Linked DNA regions of Gossypium hirsutum: region 2 is linked to region 1. A link is a contact called in public Hi-C data. All regions are on one chromosome and are shown on one strand. Each heading gives the region's core, a stretch centred on a gene start, on an enhancer-like site or on the middle of the called end of the contact. The rest is flanking DNA. Distances are from core to core; before and after follow the strand shown. Region 1 holds the start of LOC107900714. Region 2 holds the start of LOC107900705 (E3 ubiquitin-protein ligase MBR1).

The links. Hi-C and Micro-C count contacts between places; a contact is called where the count stands out from the background.
Region 2: a contact with region 1 is called in a Hi-C map of leaf, with 1.6 times the contacts expected there. The contact joins the promoter of LOC107900705 here to the promoter of LOC107900714 in region 1. A contact is called at or near these places in 6 of 34 Hi-C or Micro-C datasets (callus, hypocotyl, leaf and 1 more).

What each region holds. Positions count from the first base shown.
Region 1 is chrD08:54,192,476-54,197,535 of Gossypium_hirsutum_v2.1, forward strand. LOC107900714 reads right to left here and starts at 2,225. Exons shown (of 6, transcript XM_016826413.2): 1 at 1,751-2,225; 2 at 1,265-1,674; 3 at 1,042-1,176; 4 at 46-228. The coding sequence starts at 2,009.
Region 2 is chrD08:54,387,634-54,392,540 of Gossypium_hirsutum_v2.1, forward strand. LOC107900705 (E3 ubiquitin-protein ligase MBR1) reads right to left here and starts at 2,589. Exons shown (of 5, transcript XM_016826399.2): 1 at 1,330-2,589; 2 at 838-1,035; 3 at 604-755. The coding sequence starts at 2,151. It overlaps LOC107900703 (rop guanine nucleotide exchange factor 14), which reads right to left. Exons shown (of 10, transcript XM_041098412.1): 5 at 4,468-4,622; 6 at 4,306-4,380; 7 at 3,946-4,215; 8 at 3,313-3,660; 9 at 2,977-3,189; 10 at 2,747-2,974. The coding sequence ends at 2,849.

The DNA.
Region 1 (5,060 bases), core at 975-3,474:
ATGGGGAGACATAAAGAAGACTTAACATCATTTGCGGTTCACTACCTGTCTTGCAAGTAATTCAAGATTCTGCAGGACAGCATTCCTCCCACCAGCAACTTGCAAGTCAATGTCTGTTGTGTTGTATGATGCACCCATGTACTTCAAAACTGCACCGACAACCTCTCTAGGGGAATTCACCATTGAAATTCTTCCAGCAAGTTCAGGCTGCCACAAATCTGCCCAATCCTGCAATAGGGTTTTTCTCCTAAATTGTCAATGTTACTGAGCAAAGATAAAACAAAATACTGATATAAGATAAATAGAAGTTCATGCTTGATGATTTGTTCATGAGTTGAAGCTACCCTGAAAAACATGTAAAAAAAAAAGGATTGGTGCAAGGTTTCAGATTATTGTAAAGCCCATGTTTTAGCAGTCCAAGGCTCCAAGCAGAAGAGTGTCTATACAAAGGAGGGAAGGAAAATTGCATTTCAGAGATTCAAAGACCATTTTTTTCTGCAGTCATTATAACTGATGACCGCAAATAGAATCTAGCAAATTTCTTTGTGCACTGGATTTCAAGATGGGAATAAATTCTGCAATTCTTACAGAACTTCAAAAAATACATCTAGCTCATGCCATGATGACAAAATCAATGTCATTATGAGAAAATGCTGCACAAATCAATGAATCAAAGAAGAAAATAGACAAGCTATAACGTTTTAGTAGAGAGTAAAGTGCCTAATGTTTCTCCACAGGCCAAACAGAACTAGATTAACCTTTATGCTAGAATAGTAAAAAGGCAGGTTCAAAAAGAAACTAAGGATTCTTCAGTGTCTTGAATGTCATTACTACCAAATTTCAGACCATATATGGGGAAAAGAGAGGAACCTATGAACAATTCTAAAAGAATCAAATATACCCTTTATAAGTGAGAGGAGAGAACATATGCACATATTGGCTTGCCATTGAAATTGACAATTGTCATCCATACTACATGAATAAGAATCATATTGGAGCTAAAGTCATACTGAGCTTATTTTACAGATAGACCAACGTTACCTGCATAGGAGGCAAGTTTTTCTTTTGAAATTTGGTTTTCTTGTATGCTATGACCATGGTACCCCATCGATAGGGTGCAGCCCATATCTGACCTTGTGGATCAATATCTCCATTGAGGTTCCTGCGTAGATAAACCTGGGACAATTTCGGGAGTTGGGTAATGTTCGGGTGTTGTTTTGAATTGAATTAGAGCAAATATTAATAATGAAGCAGTTTAAGTTACCTTCCATTTGCGACTCAAATCCTTAAACCAATCCTGGTGTTCAGCAGCAGTAATGGGTTCAATAACAGCTTTTTTAATAGCTAAAGGGAGCCAAGAGTCACCTAGGGTGAGAATATCAGCAGCAGCTGGAGATGCAGGCCCAATATTCACTTTGGCTTTGGCTTGGGTAAAGGGCAGGCATAACTGAGTGAATATATCTTCAAGAGTTGGGCGGAATTTGGTTTGGAGCTTTAAGCGCCTGGATTGAGAGGAGATGAAATCCTTGGACCAAGAGGGAGGTATGGAGCCCTGAAGAGCAACCATGGAAAGAGGAACCGTGAGAGCATAAGATTTAGATTTCCAAATCTCAAAAGCTGCGTCCGATTTCTCATCATCTTCTTCTTGTAGTGTTGCTGCTGAACTGCTGTCCACTGGTTCATTTAGTGAAGAAGATGACAGTGAGTGAACAGTTAGAAAATTAATTAATTAATTAAAAGAAAGAAAGACCTTTTTGGAAGTGACGGGGCAGTGGAGTAAGGGCGGAAGCGGAGGAGCAAATGCAAAGACCCAAACCCACAAACACAAATGTTGAGGCAGAAATACTAAGAAGCAACGAGTTTTTGTTGGAATTTGGGGCGTTATCATGGAGATTGAGGCGAAGAGGTAAGTTGATGGAGGAGGTTTTGTATCTGTTTGAGTTGGAATAGGGGAGGTGGGTGTGGAAGCAGGTACAAAAAGAAGAGCTAAGGGATACTGCCAATGCCATTTCAGTGAACCCTATTTTCTTCTTCCCCTAAACTCGGTGTTCCATATCTTATGCACCTTGCTAGTTATTTATTTTAGGATTCCATGCTTTCGAATCACAGTTACCAAAAAAAAAAAAAATCACTTTCAGTTACAATTTTTGAAAGGTAAAAGCTCCCTCTCAATTTTAATATTAAGCTATTTGATTCCGCACGCAACAATTTAATTCTATATTTTTTTGGTAAGAAAAATAGAAACTCTAAGGAGTCATGGAAACTAACATTACCAACCTAGAAGGAAGCATCTCTCCATGGTCTAGAGGTGCTCATGGGCCGGGCCGGGCCGGGTTCGGGCTGGGCCCATAAAAAGATTTCGGCCCGGGTCCTAGGCCCGGGCCCGGCCCGAAATATGGGCCTAAGATTTTGCCCAGGCCCGGCCCGAGAAAAAAATCATAAGCCCGGGCCCGGCCCGGCCCATTTTTATTTTAAAAATTTTAAAAAATTAAAAAAAGTATTTTAAAAATATTTTTAAAATATTTTAAAATTTTAAAAAATTAAAAAAAGTATTTTAAAAATATTTTAAAATTAAAAAAATTAAAAAAAAAGTATTTTAAAAATATTTTAAAATTTTAAAAAAATTAAAAAGTATGTAAAAAATATTTTAAAATTAAAAAAAATAAATATATTTATTATATCGGGCCGGGCCGGGCTGGGCCCGGGCCGAAAAAGTGGTGCCCGAGGCCCGACCCGTTTTCTAAACGGGCCTCATTTTTTTGCCCAAGCCCATATTTTTACCCAAACTCTCCCATAATTCGGGCGGGCCGTCGGGCCGGGCCGGGCCGCTCGGCCCATGAGCACCTCTACCATGGTCTTGTGCCAAAGTTTATGAACAAAAATGAATGTGAATAATTTTCATGGAATAAGACATATTTTGGTATTTGAATATGTATACTAAAGGGTAAATTATAAAAATAGTCACTTTTGTTTGCCTCAAATTACATTTTAGTCACTTATGTTTGAAATGTTACGTTTTGGTCACTTATGTTATCGTTTTGTTACCTCTCTAATGGCGGTCCTACGTGGTAGTCCAAATGTGTTTTAAATGCTAACTTAGATATCTTATGTGGCAATCCAAATTAAATTTATTTAATTAAAAACCTATTTTCATTCCACCAACTGGACATCTAAGTTGGCATTTAAAACCCATTTGAACTGCCACGTAGGATTGTGGTTAGGGAGGTAATGGAGTTTAACGGTAGAGTGACCACTTCTTAACAAAACGATAATGTAAGTGACTAAAACGTAACTTTTCAAACACAAATGACTAAAATGTAGTCTAAGGCAAACAAAAGTAATTATTTTTGTAATTTACCCTAAATTTAATGATGAAAATGTAAATATAAGTAAGATAGTAATGTAAGAGAGAAAAGAAAGTACATATGAAATTAAAATGAACTGTTTACAATACATGCATTGAAAGGAAATTAAAAAAGTTAGTATACGTGAAGCTAAATGTCATGAAATTAAAATGAATAAATGAAATGATACATTATATAATTATGTTGTGACGAGGGGCTAGGGGTTTAGTTTGGGATAAAGTTGGTGAAATAGGGGTTATGATGGGTGAAAGAGATATTGGAATTCTGTTTACGACATGTTCATGTTTATGTTTTTCGGAACATGGTGCACAAGTTGGATACTGGAGTTCTGTTATTAAAGTTTCGTTAAAGGCCGAGAGTTCTATTTTGGCCTAGGATTGTGAAAGTTATGTTATCGATATTCTAATTATAATCATGATCAGTTAAATATACAAGTAACATGTGATACATAAATGAAAACTTATATGATATGATAAGCCTTAAAAGTAAGTGAAAATGTAAGAAATTGTGTGATTATATCAAAAGAATAATGAATTTAGTTTAATGATCTGTAAATGATAAAAATAATATACAACATGAAAATGACAATGTAAAAAATTATATGACCAAATAATAGAAATAAATAATGAAATTAGCTAAATACTTTGTAAGTTTAATAGTAGGTTGCATGAAATAAGTAAGATTATGTTGTTTCATAGTAGTTTATTAAATTGTTTTTTTAACACCCCTTGCTTGTCCTTGTTGCTGGGATTAAGCTACGGAATGCTACAGTACAAACTGGAACAGTTACAAATATTTAATAGACAACTCATGTAAAAAATTTAATAACTTTAGTCATATCAACCGTTCAATAAAATTTGAAACCTTTCTCGAGTCTTATATGAGCTTATGTAAACTCTAAAGTTGACCCGAAAACGAACAATGACCAAACTGCAACACTTTCAAAAGTTCAGAACGACATCGTGATGTAAGGGGTTCCTTCGTCACATCGTGACAAACTGACTTGGCCTCATTGTGAAGATGGAATTCCTTGTCACAATGTGGCCTAAATTCCACTTCTTGTCACGACGAGCATTCACGACGTCATGACGTGAATTCTATTTTGTGCAAAAAGTGGTTATTTAGCCTTTGTTTCAAACCAACCATTCAAAGATATCAAAAGTAATGCACTTAGCATCATAAAAACGTGCTCATTACATCTAAAAAACCATACCAAAACATAACATATATCATCCTCTTAAACATCTAACCAATATGCCACATTTGACACCATTTCATAATAAATCTACTTGTACTAATTCCAACTATTCAACCATTCATTTTCTCAAGTCCATTCATGCTCAAATATGCAACCAGAGGTACACATATTTAACTCAACATATTACCAAGTTTAGGCACACATACCATTTGCCAAATATTGTTGGAAAAATGTAATTTTTGGAAACTTTGAGGCATATTCTCGGTTGGTAAAGGTGGAGAGTTGAATCATAAAATTATGGTTCTATATTCTACTCCATGAGACCTTTACAATGGTATACCATATGCTCAAATAACCACTTAAAGTAAGCCACTTGTGAATATTTGTTGAGGAAAATAAAAGCTTAGGTCCCACATTGGTTAAATACCAAGTGTGAGATATGTATATATATGAGAACCCACTTAAAGGTTATTGAATGACTAAACTAATGCTCTCCC
Region 2 (4,907 bases), core at 1,339-3,838, 200 kb after region 1:
AAATTATCCCAAACAGGGAACATTTCAGTTAGCATATCACTTACATGGTCACATACGCTCATTATCTTAATTTGTAGTAAAGGTACAAGTTAAGCTATCCCATTATCTTTTCAAAGATCTACAAGGTTCACCATCGTACTACTTCTCTGTACAAGAGATTATGTTTCATCTGACCTTCTTCTGCGTGTTTCAAACTTAGTCAGATCTAAGATGCTAACCAATATACGTTCCTTGCTGATCCATTATGTAGTCAATAATTTTCATACAAATTGATAGAACACATTTTTTAACAGCAATACCTATCTTACTCCTAGAGCACTATTTTAGTAGAAGCAAGACATCTAATATTATAGATGAAAATTTAAAGAGATCAATTAAATACTCTACCTGAACTAGCCTGAGCTAATTGGTATGTAGTATTTGATTAACTTTACCTGAATATATAATATATCCCCGACATGATTTTAGATTCACTCAGATAACAGAAACACTTGAAAACCAATAATTTGTCAAAGGTAATGCCAAACAAGTTAATCAAATGGAAAATACAGCTTAGTTAACGGTTTAGCATCTAATGGATAGCAGAGGAAAGTAAATACTTACTGCACAGCCTCATCATTCTTAAGTTTGGGTGACTTGTACACTTTCACAGGAAGTGATTCCACAACTTCATTAGGTGCAGGAACAGAACCAATTGGAGACACGGACGGTCGCGAAGATAAAACCATAGACTGCTGGTGAATTTCATCCAGGACCTAGTTCAAATATGTAAAATGTTACTCCAAGAGAAAGGACAATCACCCAGAGAAGGAAATAATAACAACAAATAAAAATCACCTCAAATAAAGCCTCAGCTAACATAACGATTCTGGATACACTAGACCTAGCACCAGTGGTGTCATCATTTGAACTAGAATCTCGATTATTTACATGACATGTGCATCGACCACTTCTATGTTGGCCAGATAAAATGCAGGATCTTTCATGCCCTGAAAAGTTCTCAAAACGGCTTCCTAGCCGTTGAAGAGCTCGAACCTGGAGCAACTCATAGGTCAGTAACTAAACAGACAATAATCTGCATTTGCTCAGATGGATAACTTTCAAAGAACCTATAGCAGAAAGTAATACATGCAGGCAAAACCTAAAGAAGAAGCAGACATAAATATAGAAATAAAGCATTAGAACAGTCCTAAACCTAAATATTTGTTCTGATTCTAATTGTTAATGAAAAAAGTAGAGTTACTATCAACGTCGTTCAGTAACCACCAGGCATTAAATTAAATTAAAAAGCGTGGAGAATAAGGCGATGGGTCCAACAAGATTATAAACCTGAGATCGTATTCTTCTCCGCCTTTCAAGGAAATTGGATCTATGGTGGAGCAAATCATGATACCGGGCTTCTCTGGATCGAGAAGTTTCAATTTCATCGTGGGAAATAACGGAGGAAGCATGAGCGGAAGCAGTGGTGGATGGAGAGGTAGCTAATTGCTGCTGAGTAATTTGTATGTCTTGCTGCAAAGGGCAGAATGTGGGAGCTCTACCAAGAACACGATCACGAAGCCTTCCAACACTTAAGGCTCTGCTAAAACGAGCGTTGCTTTCGAGAGTCTCTCCACTTCCATCTGAATCATTGAAGATAATCGGAGAACAAGAATTGCGGGGAGGTTGTTGAGGTTCAAGTGTCTCAGAATCGTCATCAGGGTTCAACATCTCCGCGGAGGACCCCATGCTATTAGCTCTGCTGAACCGGAAGCTCAAATTACCAGGAAGGAAGCTAATGCCGGAGAGGCAGCGAGAAGGAGAGCGATGAGCAGCTGTTACAGCTGCACCAGAGGTGCTACCACCGGAAGATATGCATGGGGTTGGCAATGGCAATTGCATTTCCTCATTAGATGCCGCTTCGCCTTCAACCTTTCTGTTACTTTCTCTTTTCACCAGATCCGATTCCGACGCAGGTTGTTTCCGGTGATCAAAGTTGGGTTTAGGAGAAGCAGATCTAGATAACGCTCCCAAACAAGAGGACCGGAAAACTCTATTCTTAACCTTGGATCTTCCCCTCAGCCCACCGCTGCTAGACGAGGAAGCAGCAGGTGCAGTGTCTCTTCCTCCTCCTCCTACTCTACAACAACCCTTGCTCCCACCGGATCCCATCTGAGTGGTTTCACTTAAGTTTCACCCTAAACCCAACAAGAAAAAAAGGGAAAACCAGCGTCGATGACGTAATTGGCATTTGGAAGTTGTGCTTGGAAGGCACTCCAACCTTATTATTTAGGGGGCGGAGTGATTAAAAGTGATGTATTACTAACTCATGTCTTCAGATCTCAACGATGGTTACGTCTTGAAAACAGTGTTTCTTAGAGGTGAAAATGCCTTTTTTGATTAATGCCGCCTCCTCTGCCTCTTCTTGGGGCTTATTTTCTTTTTTATTATTATTAATTTTAAATCCCATCTCTGCTCTGCTTTGCTCAGGCGCATGTGGAATGCGGATCCACAAGCAACAGCCTCAGACCACGGCTGACTTTAGTGTACCAACACTACAACTGCTCCACACCCATTATAGGTCCGGTTCACTTACTCTTTCTATGACCAAAACCGGTGAAATTTCAATTATTGCCATATTAAAAATATAAAACGGGCCCAATCAATCCAATAATGAATTAATTGGGCCTATACAGACCCAATAAGTTGATATTAACAGTCGACACATTTGGAATCCATATGTAAGTTTCCGGTACTAGCAAGTATATGATTCTTTTATGGCTTTTATTAATTAATTAAGCTTAACAATGATATACAAAAGCAGTGTTGAAAATCAAATTTCCATCATCTTTTTGATTTTTTTTTATTATCAAGGAGACACTCCTATACTACTACATGCCTCTTTCCCAATACACCAAACTCGACGGCTCCTACTTGTACTTGGTGTTGCATTTATACTTGCATCACTGTACAACTCCCCATCCGTATCGGATTCGCAGTACTTCCCTCTACTTTGCTCATAACATCACTGAGTGAGTGAGAGTGCCTTGGATTTCCCACATTTATTCCAGGAAAGCACCATGTTGCCACCCCTGAATTTGGGTTACACAAACAATCTTCTTGTAGAATTTCTCCCATCCTGCACATTATGCTGAAAGCCAAGTTCTTTAGGACTCGTGAATATGCTTCCAGAATGGAATGTCCAACATCCTGTGCACCAATTCAAAGTGTAATTCATCGCAATTATTAATATACTACAACATAATATTGATTCAATAGTGAAAGATACAATGCAGAATAAAATAAGCTTCACTTTAAACACCAACTACTTACCTTGCCATATTGAATTTTTGAAGCATCAAGAAATGTTTGAGGAAGGTTTGGGTATGCACTCTTTATCTGATGTAAAAGTGCTTCAGCACAGTCCACTAGTAGCTCCATCTTATCCATTTCAGATATAGGATCCTTAATAAAGGACCATGATTTTCGCACTGGCGATTTACCACTAGCTTGTTCTGTAAGTCGCCCTTTCCATGCAAATACAGCAGCTTCCAACCTATTAATGACCTCGAGAGCATTGTTTTCAGACTTTAAATTTAGCGAAATGAACATTTCATCAACCGAGGTGGACTCCAGAGTCAAAACCTTGTACAGGTCGTCACCAAGGCTTGCCTTCCCAGACTGTAAACATAAGGAAAGAGATTCAGTTGCCATAAATGCAATACAAACATCTTGTAAAACTTTAACCTGGAATTTACTCTCATCATTCAAATTTATCAGATACCATAAGATTTTAAAGTAGATTAACGTCAGCTGGTTCCAACTAAAATATCCAGATTCCATTTCTATATTTCCTTTTTAAACATGTCGAGTAACATTTTAGTACTAAAATACATATCATCATAAAAACTATTAAAGGGTCCAATATTTAAAGTCGACTGCCCTGGAGGCAGTGAGCTTGCTCACCTTGGGAAGAGCATCCCTAATAATGGATGGAAGAGGTATTTCAAGCAAAACATTTTCATTAATCGATGCTGCAGCCTTGAATACTTGATATACCACCTTGCCTTTACATTGCAACTTCTGCCTTTCGGTATCTGAGAGCCCAGTTTTTGGTACTTGTGGCAATGGAAGCCACCACCTCTTGCTCTCCCTTGCACTCTTGTTTCTTCCTTCTGCCCGGCTTCCAACTTCTGCATAATAAAACTGAGCATTCACCATTGACTCCAGAGTTTCCTGACAATTTACAAAATTTAATCTGGTAAATGTGGGCGATGTGTTCATTAGAGTATACAAGTTATTAGGAAGAGTAAAGAGATTGCCTACAATAAGCATAGAGTCCAACTTCTGAAGTGCTGGGAGATTCATGTGAATGTCCGCACGGGCTTTTGGTGTCATTATCTGCTCAAAATAGAATTGACATAAATCTCATGACATTGCAAAATGGTCATCGTCAATTTAATAGGGACCCAACAAACGCAAGAGTACCTCCATAGTCCTGCCATTTGCACCATTTTGCTTAGCAGGCACTAACTCCACCATATAGTTGGTAGGAGAGAGTAACCAGTCCATTTCTCTTCGCCATTTATTTTTCCTTTCTTCAGCTAGTGGCTCCAATTTCCACAACTCACCAAAAATTGACGCTGCACATTCAAATTTGCATAACTTAAAAGTTGAAGACTAATGAAAGAAGACAATCCTATGATATCATGAAAACACAATGAACTTCGTGAAATGTACATGCTTTTTTAATGCTTTGCAAGTTGCGGCTCTTCCTCATGATGCATGCTTCCCATTGATGGAAGACAGAATGAATAAAGTACAACATGAAATGCTATGACTTTTCTTATTTAAACATGGTTTACCAAGTTCTAATCCAGAATAAAAGTTTCTGATTATACATGTTTATCTTGCAAACCATTTTAATA